2 separate regions of the Sus scrofa genome follow, and region 1 is linked to region 2. The links are chromatin contacts, called in public Hi-C maps. All regions are on one chromosome and are shown on one strand. The core of a region is the stretch at or near the end of the contact, and the rest is flanking DNA. Distances in the headings are between cores, read along the strand shown.

The links. A called contact is a pair of places that touch in the nucleus more often than the background predicts.
Region 1: a contact with region 2 is called in a Hi-C map of fetal liver, with 1.9 times the contacts expected there. The contact joins the promoter of DACH1 here to the enhancer-like site in region 2. A contact is called at or near these places in 1 of 5 promoter capture datasets (fetal liver), 3 of 47 Hi-C or Micro-C datasets (alveolar macrophages, fetal heart ventricle and fetal liver) and 1 of 2 datasets of contacts at active chromatin or transcription factors (skeletal muscle).

What each region holds. Positions count from the first base shown.
Region 1 is chr11:44,186,333-44,193,098 of Sscrofa11.1, reverse strand. It overlaps DACH1 (dachshund homolog 1), which reads left to right and starts at 5,333. Exons shown (of 11, transcript XM_001924267.6): 1 at 5,333-6,321. The coding sequence starts at 5,477. It overlaps LOC106505309 (a long non-coding RNA gene), which reads right to left and starts at 6,712. Exons shown (of 3, transcript XR_002336559.1): 1 at 6,514-6,712.
Region 2 is chr11:44,067,774-44,075,196 of Sscrofa11.1, reverse strand. All of the region lies in intron 1 of DACH1 (dachshund homolog 1), which reads left to right. Among named protein-coding and RNA genes, the nearest start is that of DACH1, 120 kb to the left of the region's middle. Within about 2 kb of position 4,331, at least 5 of the 83 cell types and tissues checked have an H3K27ac peak or open chromatin away from gene starts, as enhancers often do. A contact at or near this core is called in fetal liver, where this site is marked.

The DNA of each region.
Region 1 (6,766 bases), core at 4,084-6,583, 120 kb before region 2:
TTATCACCCTTTAGCCACTACTTTATGAAGAATGGGAGTTTGCCGTATAAAGTTTGAGCACTTCAAGTTATAGCGTTTTCACCTTCAGCTCCCCACCTTCTGTCCTTTGGGTAATTTATCACCAAGCTCTCTGCACCTGGTTTGAGAATGCATCCGTGAGATAAAAGTCCTATTCCTGGTTCTTAAGGAAAGGCAGGGAATTTGAAAAGAGAGGGAGGCTATGGAAATGAGAGATGCAAAGTTAGGAGTTGGAACCCTGAGTGGGGGGGAGCAGAGACAGAAAGTATAAAAGAAGAGAAATCTTTGTTGAAGGCAGTCAGGGTTTATCCGCTGATCTGATTGGTGAGGCCCTGTGTCTGAGTTAAAAAGACTTGAGAGAGTTACTTGGCATAATTTCTTCATCTTCAATGATTTACTACTGAAGTGCAAACATCAATTTTGGACTCTCTCCTGAGAAACGTTTAACAAAGTCACTCAACTACTGGTACCCTGATATCTTTTTAGGCTTACCAAACTTGGCCAGCTCTTTCTTCAACCTCTGCCGGAAGTGTCTCAGTCTTTCTTTTTTTTTTTTTTTTTTTTTTTTTCCTATTAAGGAAACAAGTCCATTAGTAAACATGCAGATGTAAAAACGATCTTCCTCTTTACTTCTCCGTTGTGATATATCTTAGAATTGTTCAGAAGTGCACCCCATTGTTAAAGCTATTTGTGCCGGGTGTGCTAATGCACTCTTTGATTGAGTGAATTAGCAGTCATAACAATCTGGCAGTCTGGCCATAGAAGTGTGCTCAAATTGATTTGTGTTATGGCTGGACTGGAAAATCTAGTGTTAGTTGTTTTTTGCCCTGGGGCATTGTTTGTACCAAACTCCACTTTTCATTTAATTTTCCAATACATTTTGAAAGATTGAAATGCTTGTGATCAACATTTGATCCACTTGCATTATTTAAAAAAAAAAATTCTGAAAGTAATTTCAGATTCCAAAAAACCTTGCTTTCAATTAGAGTAAACATAATTAGAGTGACGTCGTGCTCGGAATGGTAAGTATCCCTTTGAATCTATTAGGCATGTTATCTCCTTGTCCTGTCACTGAAAAGAATTCAGAATATATCTGAAGTATACATCTGTATTTTTCCGTGCATGCTTCTAATAGAACTCGGGGACAGGTTAAATTAAAAGGATAAAATTGCAAGGAACCTCTTCTTGTTGCCCTTTCTGCATATCCCCCCAATTGTTTCTGTTTCATTTAGTGATGGTATAAAAAGAGGATACTCAAAGCTTTCAGGAAATTTTGAGATATTCAAGAAACCTTCAGATAGGATTGCCTTTAAGTTAATCATTTAGTTTTTTTAAAATATTCTATGAAATCTACATTTTCGATCTTAACTATATCCATTGCTATATGGAAACACTAAAGATTTAAAGACATGACTTATCCTGGCTTTGTCAATATTTGTATCTTTCTTACAATCTTCTGCTTCACAGTCATTTACCAGAATTATAATGCAGCATGAATAAACCTTAAAAATGACTATTGATTACAGAGAAAGCTTTGTGAAATCCTTTAGTCAGTTTCCCCACTTGAGAAATCAGTGAATAAAATAGGTCAATAGATAAGGATGGATGGATGTAATACAGTGCTCTGCCTCCCTGGGTTATAAAAAGGGTCAAAAATGAATCCCCATAGAATTCATGTTTTTAAACTCATAAAATAAAACGATACTTACCAACTCCCAATTCTAAGTCCACCTTTCTACAGATTTATTCTTCTTTTTTAAAACCACAGGTTTTGAAAGTATATTGTTATGTTCCCCTGTTTCCATAGAAGCATTTCCTTGTCACTGCCCCTCTTAACCAAATAGGATGCCCTCATCTTCAGGCTAAAGCGCCTGTTGTCATCCAGGTATTCACCGGGACTTTAGCTGCAACAGCTACTCTGTATTTTCTCACTGTCTCCTGAAACCTTACAGCTCTTCTCAAAACTGCGTTTCATACTGCATTGAACTCTGTCTCCTGTGCCGATTTTTGTTAAGTAATAGATGGTGAGCCCTGAGACCACTCTCTCTATTAGTTCCCATTCACAGGGATATCGTGGGGGCACGGCAGGAGGAGGAAGGGGAAGGGAGGGGCCAGGAGGGGGCAGAGGGAGGGAAGAAAATACCTTCCCTGAACTGGTACAAGCTCAGCTTCAAACGATATCCTAGGAAAGAAATTAAAGACTTCTTAATTAGTGCAGCAATTAAGCTTTCTTGGTAGCATTTTAATCAGCACAGGCCCTATCAAAGGACAAACAGAACGATTTGCAGGTCTTTGAATTTTAAACAGTCTTATTGATTTCAGCACAATACATCTTCACAACACACAGGGAGAATTTTCTAATATCAGTTACAGTACTTTGAGTTTTGCTTATGCAAATTGAGTGCAGGTTGGAGAAGAGGAGCTGGAAGGAGAGGACCTGAAACTACCAGAGATGTAAAACAATAAACAAACAAGACAAAAGCTTTGAAAGCAAATGATGTGATGGAAAGAGTGGGAATTTGAAATCTGTGCTGTTCTTTATCTGCTGTTAAATACTGTTTGCCTTAATCATTGGTAATCTTTCTTGAAAAAAAAAAAAAAGGAGAGAAAAGAAATTTTAAAATTTTCCAGGTTTTTCTTTCCTATAGATTTTAATTTGCATTATATATTTTTTCTAATCCTATTGTTTGATCAAAGAGGTGAGTAGTTTCTAAAAAAAAAAAAAATGTTTAGGGATGTGAGATGGAGGGGGAGGGGGAGGAAGCTCCCATTTAGGTGTGTGTAGGGGGAATGCCCCAAGCCCTGCTTTTGAAAGGAGCAAGTGCTGAAAGGGCAGGCTTCCCTGCAGAAAATTTGGAGTTTGCTTTGAAGCTAGGTGGGATAATGGTTTGGTCTGCTATCATTACTTCCTGTCCCTGGCTTCTGAATGTGGCAGGTATGGGATGAGTGACAGTTAAAGGAAATATGAAGAATGAGAATGCTAAGGGTCGATTTAAGACATTGAATCCCCCCCCTTTTTTTTTCATTTGTGGGTAGAATTTATGAAGAAGTTAGTTTAACATTTTTAAAACCACAGCAGAGTTTATTAAAGTTCTACATGCAATTCGAAAATAAAATCAGTTTCTTAGGGCTTAATATCTTCTCCTCACCTCCACTCTTTAACATAGCAGGTTGACATTTTTTAAAAAAGGCGATATCGTCCAATACAGACATAAACATTTAAAGAAGTGTTCTGATGTATGTGATGTATATCCAGTCCTTATTTTTAACTGAAGTCAGATAAGAGGAGTGAAAATGAATATACATTATTTCTGGATATGTTAAAATACATTGGCTAACTAGGTAAAACAGCTGCATAAACTTTAGCTATCTTTGCAGAAGTTAATCTACTTTTTGGTAACAATCAATTTTCTGAGTTCTTCTGACCCAGGAAAGCTTCCTGATATAACTTCTATGCCCCCAAAAGTTTAGTATAAACTTAGACAAATTAGTCAATAGTGCCATATTTCTCTATAAATACTTCCTGCAACTTTTGGCACTCAACTTCAAAAAGGTTAAAGGATAAAAATGATAAAAAGAAATGTGAGAATAATTTCAACACTACACTGTGATCCTGGTCCTAATAATTTATTTTTAAAATCTGTCAAATGCTAAAGCATTGTTTCTATCTTGTGGAGTTGATGAATATGTGCAGACAGGTTTAAAGCCCAATTATTTAAGAATCCTAGAGATACAAACAGAGAACAGACTTGACCTATGGTCAAAAATCCTTGAATAAATAGTACCTTCATGCAACAAGTTAGAAAGGGGAAGAAAAGGAGAGAGAAAGGCAAAGAGGAAGAGAGTGAGTCTCAACCCAGCTTCATGAGGTTTTTAAGCATAGCTATCCGTTCTGCCTTTACAAGTGAACTAGTGAGCTTTGTTTGTGTTCTTTTCATTATTTACAAAACATATTTTTTACTGACAAACTGAGAAGGACCTTCCCAGAATACACTGTTACTTTTCAAATACAATATATACATCTATGTATTGTTATTCACATATCACATTAGCAACTAGCCTTGGGTCTTAAAGGACTTGAGGATTGTTGGTGTCTGTGCAAGACAGGTGAATTAGTTATGGAGTTAGGGAAGAAAAAATTAGGATGTTCTTTTTTCCCCTCCCCACTTTCTAAACCTTCGAGGGTGCCTGATCTCGAATTCTCCCAGTATAATAGACATTTCTGACCTGGCTTTGGGGCAAAAATGAAGTTATTCCGAATCATCCACATCATGGCAAGCATTTCTTTCTTTCCACAATTAGGAAATAAGGAATTGAATAGAGAGCACTCCATTATTCTTAAGCGATTTCAGACTGACTTTTCCCCCACAACTTGAAAACTCTCCTGGCGTTTTCACTATCTTTAAATAAATAATTGAATCGACAGAGAAAATAACCAGACGCATGAAACATACGCTTTGCTTCCATATGGATTTTCCTCAAAATAATTTCTTACTAATCATGAAGTGAGAGTATGTCTTTTCATTTATATCTCATTGCAAAAGCGAGCGGAGACACATCCTAAATCCTTGAAGGAGAGCTCGGAGCGCTCTGGCTCCCTTTAAGTTGGCAGCCGATTGGTTTGAAGGTTTTGGGAAAAAATTACCGGTCTTCGAGGACAAAGTGGAGTATTAAGACCGAGAATCTAGCGGTAGTAGAAGAGAAGATCTCCCTCCGCTTTTCCGATCGCCACTTGCGTGCCCCGGCTTTTCCTCTCCGTCCCTCCCTTAGTTTCTTTCCTTATCCTCCCCCTCCCCTCCTCCTTTTCTTGTTCACTCGCTTTCCCTGGGTCTCGCGCTCTCGGAGTCTCTGCTCCGAGTTCCTGGTTGGATAATTTGGGTTAATACTAGTGAGTGAGGTTTTTGCGGCTTCAAAGGGTATTTCAAGTTTCCGGAGCTCCTCCCCTCTGCACCGTGTGACAACAACAACTCGTCCAGCCGGCAGCCTGCACTTTTCAGCTCATTTTCTCTCTGTCATTCCCCTCTCAATCTTTGATCAATGTACTTGCCAGGGAGAACCCAAGTCCTTCAAACCTCCTCCTTTTCACCTTCATCCTTAACTTTGTGCTAGAGCGGGACCCACACAACAACAGCCGACCCTCCCCGCCCCCGCCCCCACCCCCCCACACCAGCCCCCGATCCCAGCCCCCGGAGAGGACTCGCATTTCGACTTGCGGGACACTTTTGTGCGTTTCTCTCCAGAGCGCCTCTCGCGCTCGCCCCTCCTGCGCTCGCTCTTTCTTACCCTCACCTCCTTTTTCTTCCCTTCTCTCCCCTTCGCCTCCTCGTCCTCTCCCAGAGTTGTTGTTGTTGTTGTCCCCTAGCTCCTTCTCCCCCCCTTTTTCCCCCTTGCCCTCCCCGGGGTGTGTGGCAACTTTTCCCCTCGCTTCTCCTCCTTCTGTTTCCCCTTATATGTGACCATGGCAGTGCCGGCGGCTTTGATCCCTCCGACCCAGCTGGTCCCCCCTCAACCCCCGATCTCCACGTCTGCTTCCTCCTCCGGCACCACCACCTCCCCCTCCTCGGCGACCTCGTCTCCGGCTCCGTCCATCGGGCCCCCGGCGTCCTCAGGGCCAACTCTGTTCCGGCCGGAGCCCATCGCTTCGGCGGCGGCGGCGGCCACAGTCACCTCCACCGGTGGCGGCGGCGGCAGCGGAGGCGGCGGCGGCAGCGCGGGCAACGGAGGCGGCGGCGGCGGCGGTGGCGGCGGCGGCGGCGGCGGTGGCGGCAGCAACTGCAACCCCAGCCTCGCGACCGCGAGCGGCGGCGGCGGCGGCATTAGCGCTGGCGGCGGCGGCGCCTCCAGCACCCCCATCAACGCGAGCACCGGCAGCAGCAGCAGCAGCAGCAGTAGTAGCAGCAGCAGCAGCAGCAGTAGCAGCAGCAGCAGCAGTAGCAGCAGCAGCTGCGGCCCCCTCCCCGGGAAACCCGTGTACTCGACCCCGTCCCCAGTGGAAAACACCCCCCAGAATAATGAGTGCAAAATGGTGGATCTGAGGGGGGCCAAAGTGGCTTCCTTCACAGTGGAGGGCTGCGAGCTGATCTGCCTGCCCCAGGCTTTCGACCTGTTCCTGAAGCACTTGGTGGGGGGCTTGCACACGGTCTACACCAAGCTGAAGCGGCTGGAGATCACGCCGGTGGTGTGCAATGTGGAACAGGTTCGCATCTTGAGGGGACTGGGCGCCATCCAGCCCGGAGTGAACCGCTGCAAACTCATCTCCAGGAAGGACTTCGAGACCCTCTACAATGACTGCACCAACGCAAGGTAAAGTGCGGGGGGCAGCCTCCGCCGCCCGAGGTCCCTTCCCACCCGCCTCCTCGCCCTTTCCTCGCTCCCTTCCCCGCGCCGCTCGCTCCGCGCGCCCGCGAGCCGCGCGCCCCGGCGAGCGCGGCCCTCTCGTCCCTTTCCTCGGGGCTCTGCGGCCGCTCCCGACCCTCAGAGAAGTTGGCACCTCACCCTGCCCAGATCTCGCTCTTCCGGCCGGGTCCGCCCCTTGCTCTCCAGGGCGCCGGGGCTCGAGTGCTGTGGCACGCGGAAACCCCAAGCTTCGGGGCCGAGGGAGCGGGAAGGAGGAGGATGATGCCTTTCCAGGGGCCACCGCGCCCTTCCTGGGCCACGCTGGCGTCTGGGGACACTTCTCCGCGCGGCTGCCCATGTACGCTCCCTGGGACCAGGGTTTCACCGAGGGGCACCCGCGGGGCTGCTCCGA
Region 2 (7,423 bases), core at 3,082-5,581:
TTTATGAACATTATTTCCTTGTCTTTTCATCCTTCTACAGGATGAAAACAGAATTATTTTAAGTGTGATGAGAGCAAAGGACAAAATGAAATTTAATGATTGGCAACCCATTTGTCTCATTCTCCTACCTCTTTGTTTTATCCTGTTCATCAGACTTGCCTGCAGCATGATGAATTACCAGAGAGGGGAGTGTTCCATGTTTTGCCAAGTTGTGATGTACTCTATATTTGTGACATTTCTTCTGGCCGTGTCTGAAAGATATAATTTGGCCTATATTTGTCTTAAATTGAATATTTTTTAAGAATTTCATGAAATATTTTAGGAAATGTGAGACACCCTAGGGTATTACAAAATCTGGGCTGGGAAGCACTGGCCCAGAGAATGGTTACTAAATTCTGACAGCTGTTGGGTCAACTGGCTAAGCCATTTAACCTCCATAAAGCTCATTTTCCTTATCTGTAAAACAAAACTCTTAGTGCTGACCTACTTCATGGTTCAGGTTAGCAGACTCAGAAAATATTGGGAGTAATCATCCCCTTGGAAGTATTAACTCCTGCGTGTCACAAAGAATTCACCCAGCACAGGGGGAGATTCCTCAGTGAGTGGCAGCAAAGGGGCCAAGAGGGAATAAACTATTCCTTGCAATTGGGCAGGAGCTGTGAAGACAGTCTCAGATTTTAAGAGCAATTACTTGAGGATCGTCACATTAGGATCTCTGGGTGGTGCCAGAAGGAAAATGGGCATGGTAAGAAAGGAAATGAAATTCCCCCATAAAGCATGAATAAAACAGTATGTGTGTGTGTGTGTGTGTGTGTGTGTGTATGTATGTATGTATATATATACATTTAATTTTATTAGAGTATAGTTGACTTATAATGTTGTATTAGTTCAGGTTGTCCAGCAAAGTGAATCAGTTATTTATACTATATCCGTTCTTTTTTCCCATAGAGATTATTACAGAACATTAAGTGGACCTTCCTGTCTGTATGCAGGTCCTTATTTGTTAGCTATTTTATATATGTAGTGTGTTAATCCCATCTTCCCTGTTTATCTAGTCCCTCACCCCCGCACTTCTGCACTTTCCCCTTTGGTAAGCATAAATGTGATTTCAAAATCTGTTAGTTTGTTTCTGTTTTATAAATGAATTCTTTTGTATCATTTGCATTAGATTCCACATATAAATGATATCATATGATATTTGTCCTTCTCTGTCTGACTTACTTCACTTAGTATGATAATCTCTAGGTCCATCTTGAACTTTATTTCAGGAAGTAATTATTTATTTCACTGAAACAGGATATGAAAAGAAAAGGGAGAAAATGAGGAAGAGAAAAGCACTCCAGTGGAAATGAACAGAGTGATTAAAGAAGATGGTAATCACAAGTCAAATGATAGCAGATTAGGTGGCTTCTGACTTAGCATGTGATGTTATTGACTTCTCCTTGTACCTGTGGCCTCAACAAATTAGAGTACTTGGAAGCAATAAAACCTTTAGTCATATTTTGACAGTGATATTAAAGTTGCTTGTATTACTTTTGTGTGATTGGTACATGTAGCCACGACTGTTTCTTCTATAGTAGGTAAGAACTCTTGACAGCTTGCTCCTTGGTGGGTCTTGCTAAGCATGGGTAGCTGATTACAATGACTTTGATTTTCAAAAGGGGATATGGAATAATCCGAAAAAGAATAAACTCTCACAGATAATTTAGAATTGATTATATTTCACATGCTCCAAATGTGAAAAGTTTTAAAGCTCTCTTCTCACTTGCAGAGGGAGGAAGGCAGCCTAGTAGTAAAATATCCAATACAATTTTCTCTAAACTGATGCTAGAACAATGTCAGCAATCTATGAATGTTTCTGTTGTTTCAGATTTGGGGTGTACTTTGTTCTTTTAATATCTGGATAAAATGATAAAGACAGACCTTTTAAAAACTTGCATACTTATTGCTTTAAGCTATTACATCTTCTAGCAGATGTTGAAATAAAGATTAGCCATTTTTTGCATGTGGCGGTGCACGAACCTTTTAAGGGATCTATGAATTATTGCTTTGGTTCAGCATGAGTGCAGTAAGAAGAAATGTACCTCATCTGTAATACACTGTGTAGACTAATATCAGCTCCTTTTTTCTTATATTGCAGCGAGATATTGATCTGGTAAAATGGTACCATATTGGAGCTGTCTGTTGTGGTATTCATCATGCTGTCACATCCCGAGTGCCTTGGAGTTATTGGAAAGTGGAATTGAGAGAGTTCTGTCATTTGGTGTGACAATCCATTCACAGGACAGTCACCACAATATTTGCAGTGGTTTGCTTATTTTTCTAGCTGGGCTAGCTTCACCTTTGTAACAAGGCCTTTCTATTGTCCTATGCATAGTGGTATTAATAGGTCAGGTTTAACTGTTCTCTGGCTTGTCTTCCTGGTAAAACATGGTTCTTTTCTAGTCACTGCTCACACCTGCTGCCTGTCTCCATGCTGATGCATTGGGCTCATTCCTACGGGACCAGTATCTGACTGTAGCTTCCAGGCCCTTAGGCTTTTATCTGATGGTGATGAGAAGGTAAAAGATGAACTTTTATAGGTAGAAAGCTTTTTGTTTCTTCCCACACTAAAGTATCAGTTAATGCTAAAAGAGCTTTCAAAAATATAAAAAGATACTGTCAATCTTCAATGACTAGATTAAACAGTTTGAATGGATTATTTTTGTTTTGGATTCTTGCCGGCAACCTGATGATTTTAGTAGAATGTCATGTTTTCTAAAAAAAGCAACAATGAAAGATTTTGTTTGGGGAAATAATTATTATCTACTAAAGAGTGTTAATACAAAATGTATAAAGTGTTGATCATCTTTAGAAAGAGAAGTTCCTAAAATTCTCAGGCATAGAAATTTCAGCTGTAGCTAAGTGACTGAGCAAGAAAAAAAAAGGGAGACAGTTTCCCAGTTTGTAGGGGCTTAAATGTAATTTAAAAAGTTGAATAATGTCAGAGGAGGTGACTATTTTGATAGACATTAATGTAAAAATTATGGCTGCTGGAAACCAAGACTATGGTACTTTGGAAAAAGTATACTTTAAAATTGGCAGTTGAATAGAACTAAATATGCGAATATATTATATGTTTAACATATGATTGTGTGCTATTGTTAATACGCATTCACAATGAGCACTGTGATAGTTCAGAAGGAACCTTTAGAGCACTTATGAGCTATGAAGTGAATTGATATTCAGAGTTATTCATGTTTTCTATGTTATTCTTCAAAATGTCCACTTATTTGCCATTTTGCTTTAGGAAGAGTAAAACCTCCAAGAAGATGATAGCATTTCAGTGACTCATCTATTCTTTCCCTACCCAGTATTTTGATTTATATCATATTTCTTATAAAGGAAATGCTAAAAGAATCACAAAAGCAAGAATGAGATTTTTCAAATCACAATTAACAATGCTGTAAATTTGAGGTTGCGTAATGGTAGAATTCACTTCTAAAGTCTTTAAATAGAAAAAGTAAGAAGACAGTATCAAAAGTTGATCACAGTGACTGTGTAAGTTTTGAGTAGAAATACTGATTTTTCATCTCAGTGATATATTTGGCTTAGTTTGCCTTATTGCCCAATATGAAATGAGGTGTGCTATTGTAATGGGTGAGAAACCATAAAATTTCATATTCTGTTGTTGACCTATAATCTGTTGTTACAAGATTATATTAGTGTTTGTCTTCTTTCCCATTGACTCTGCTGCTGTACATTTTTGAGGACACATTTTTTTTCAAGACGATTTATATACACTGCACCTAACATCAGGACACGCTAGAGGTGTCAGTTTATTTATTTCAAGTGAATCAACATGTTAAATTATTACCATTTGGTCACAATTATAAGGTACCATCATAAAATAATTTTTGTATCGTATGGAGGATTTAGGTCAACAAGCTCTTCCCTTATTAAAAAGGGCAGAATAGTAATGCTTTTGGCAAAGCCATTACTGTGCTCGCTGTGTTCACTAGAATGGACAGAAATAGAACATCACTGTCCTCTGTAAACAGTTTCAATTTGATCTGTGTACATGATAAAAATCTTGGCTTCTCAATGCATTTAGGTGCTGTCATAGCTGTTGTTGCCAAATAAGAATGCAGTGTGATGTTATTATAGTAAACAGCACTTAAGCACAGCTGGCAGAATTGATCAGGGCCACATTAGAGTGAACTTCAACAGATGACTGACGCAGCAGAAACAATAACTGAATATGCAAACAGTTCTTGCAGTGAATGCTCTGGGGATCAGGCACCATTATTTTTGACTTTGAACAGGGAAAAGGGGCAGATTTGTAACCTCCTTCCATACAGAAGGGTTCTGGGTATTATGTAAACATCTGACGGCCATTTATAATGCTGGTTCAGTTACAATGCAAGACTGTAGCTTCCCCTGACTATTTACATTCCATTAATTATTAAAGGAGAAAAACATAAACATCAGATAACTTTGTTTAATGTTTCACATAGGTTTTTTTTTTTTTTGGAGCCCTCTTTTTTCAATTAATGTTAGTCATCAAGAATTGCTGGTTTAACTTGGACAGCAATGTGTGTGTGTGTTACATGGATGATTCCCACCCCTTCCCCTAATTCTTGCAAGAGGTCATGATGGGAACTACATATTGTTGTTTTATGATTGTAGTGATTGAATTCTTAAGAGTAAATAATGCAGAAATAGCGGATAACATTTATTCATGATATTTCTCTTATTCTTGGTTTTCAGGTCAGTTTACATTCTGCTAATTATTAAAAATATGAAAAAGCCACTCAAATAATAGTGAGAACAATTAAATTCAAATAATAGTGAGAATAATTAAATTAAACAGCACTTTTATTTCCCACTTCCGCATTGAATTATTGAATTCTAAATAAACAGTTTGCATTTTAAAGCAAAATTAAACCATTATTTCTTTATAACGCACACCACTTAAGACACACGCTAAATAAAATTGTACATTAAAGTGTTATTAAGTAGTCCATTTCCTTGCAATGCTATCTTTTCCCATATATTTTGTTGGGTCATTAATTTCTCTTTCATTTATTCATCCATTCATATAAATGGATGCATTTATTAATTAGAGAAACATAGGTGTGGCATTGCAGCAATGTAAGGTACAGTTCCTTAGCCCAAGGATTAAGACGGCAATCAAAAATAAATAATTATTACATGGTGGGGTTAATGGTTGCTATTGGCATGCAGAGACATGGTATCTCAAGAAGTTCCAGAATGTCGGGGAAAGCTTCCTGGAGGAGGTAGACTCTAAGAATGAATCAGAAGTAGGAATGAGAGGAAGGAGTGGAGTGTTGCAGGAAGGGGAAGAGCATAAAATGAAAGCAGGGATGAAAGGGAATATGACATAGTCATGAATTCTGTATAATATTCATGCTCAACAGAGTCTAACACATAGTAGTTATTTCCATTAATAGTTGTTTGCAAGCATAAACCTTTGAGTTAGGGAAAGCTGTTTATTTATGTCTTCAAGTTGGCTATATTCATCAGTGCTGGACACCTTCCTTTCTCCATTTATCTATCCCTTGCTCTCTGTGAATTTTCTCACTCTCCTCAGGAATAGGTCTAATGAATTCACATTTAGAAGAATAATTTTGTATTGTGGAAGGCCAGGAGCAGCTCTCTAATGTGCAAGACTCAGCGCAAAATGAAAATATTGGGCCCCTATTCAAAGATTAGTAAGAATTTCAAGATGGCAGCAGCGCACATTAAGCTAAGCCCTAGATCCTTCTGAATATGGGTTCCTGTGGATAGCATGTGGCTTGAAAAGCCATGTAGTCTCAAAATCCTCAGCTTCCCACTTGTTTGCTTCTTACCTCCCACTCTCATGGTGCTTGTTTTGTATAGTGCACTATAATGATGGGGGTGGTGCTGTTGTGAGCCTTAGTGATAAGGCCCCTAGTCGGGTTCAGAGAACAGTAAAAATGACTTACACTTTCCCCGTGTTGTTCCTTTCAACAATATTTATATTTTATCAGTGTGATATGTTTCACATCTGAGTAGTGATTTAATTGTGCATTTAAAAGACATTCTTGGAATGCTCTCATGTGAAAGAAAGACACAAGAAAAAAAAACTGTGGTAATAATAGCTACAATAATAATAGTTCATATTTATTGAGAGCTTACTGTATGAGGTACTGTGCAAGGTGCTGGCATTTGCAGAATTTTCCATCACTCATTTGGAGTGTTCACCACAGCTGTTATCTGACATGTTCAACTTTCTCTTAACAAACTGAAGTAAAAATCTAAAATGTGTTCTAAAATTATTCATTCAAGAGAAAATAGTCATTGTACATTTTTAGGTAAATTGAAATCTCAATATTTTGCTTGGTATGTAGGTGTTTGGATTTTGGATTGGTGAACAGGAAAAAATAAGAAAAGTTTCAAGTAATGAGGTATCTAGTTTGTGTAATTTTCACATTTCAGGTAAAATAAAGATGAATTAGTGAAATGTAATGATGCTGTGAAAAATTGCACATTGCTGAGGAGACTGTCTTGCATATTTTTAAAGTGTTTGCATTATTATGCATACTAATAAAAAAGCACTGGTCTTTGAAACTATGGGAAGCACGTTTCTGATCAGTTTGCACCGGGCAGAGACATCCAGGATCTGAGAGCGGGGGCTGCTGTAGCAGTAGATTGAGAGGATCTTTATCCACTTATCTCTATCCAATGATGCTTCCACATTGATCCTAACGGTAGAGTATGAAAGGGTTGACCTGACTGGAAGCTTCACCAGAAACATCATCCTGGTAGGGCAAGCAGCCCTTCCTCCTTATCTCCCCTAAGTAGATTTCCCCGTTTATAACTAAGAGGCTAAACTTCTCTTTCTTCATCTGTAAATGATCCCCAAGTGCTTTTTCCTCTAAAAATTCTTTTAGCTGCTACATACAGTGATCAACTTTTGGGCTTTAGCATATGGTCTCAAGGTTGTACTTCATGCTACTTTCTTCGTCTTGGCAAAGACATTGCTGTCTTGCTTTAGCGCACTTTGTTTTTCTACCTCGATATATTTTTTTTTTTCCTTTTTTGCTCCTTAGGGCTGCACCTGTGGCATATGGAGGTTCCCAGGCTAGGGGTCAAATCAGAGCTGTAGCTGCCGGCCTACACCTCAGCCACAGCAGCGCCAGATCCAAGCCACATCTGTGACCTACACCACAGCTCACGGCAATGCTGGATCCTTAACCCACTGAGCAAAGCCAGGGGTCGAACCTGCGTCCTCATGGATGCTAGTTAGATTTGTTAATCACTGAGCCACGATGGGAACTCCTACCTTGATATTGTTTTATGGCTTTTTTTTTTGAGATTTCATCCACTGAATATGTTTCACTCATTAATCTGTACCAATGGGTGTGTGAAGCCTAGTCAGTGATAAATTTGAAGTTTA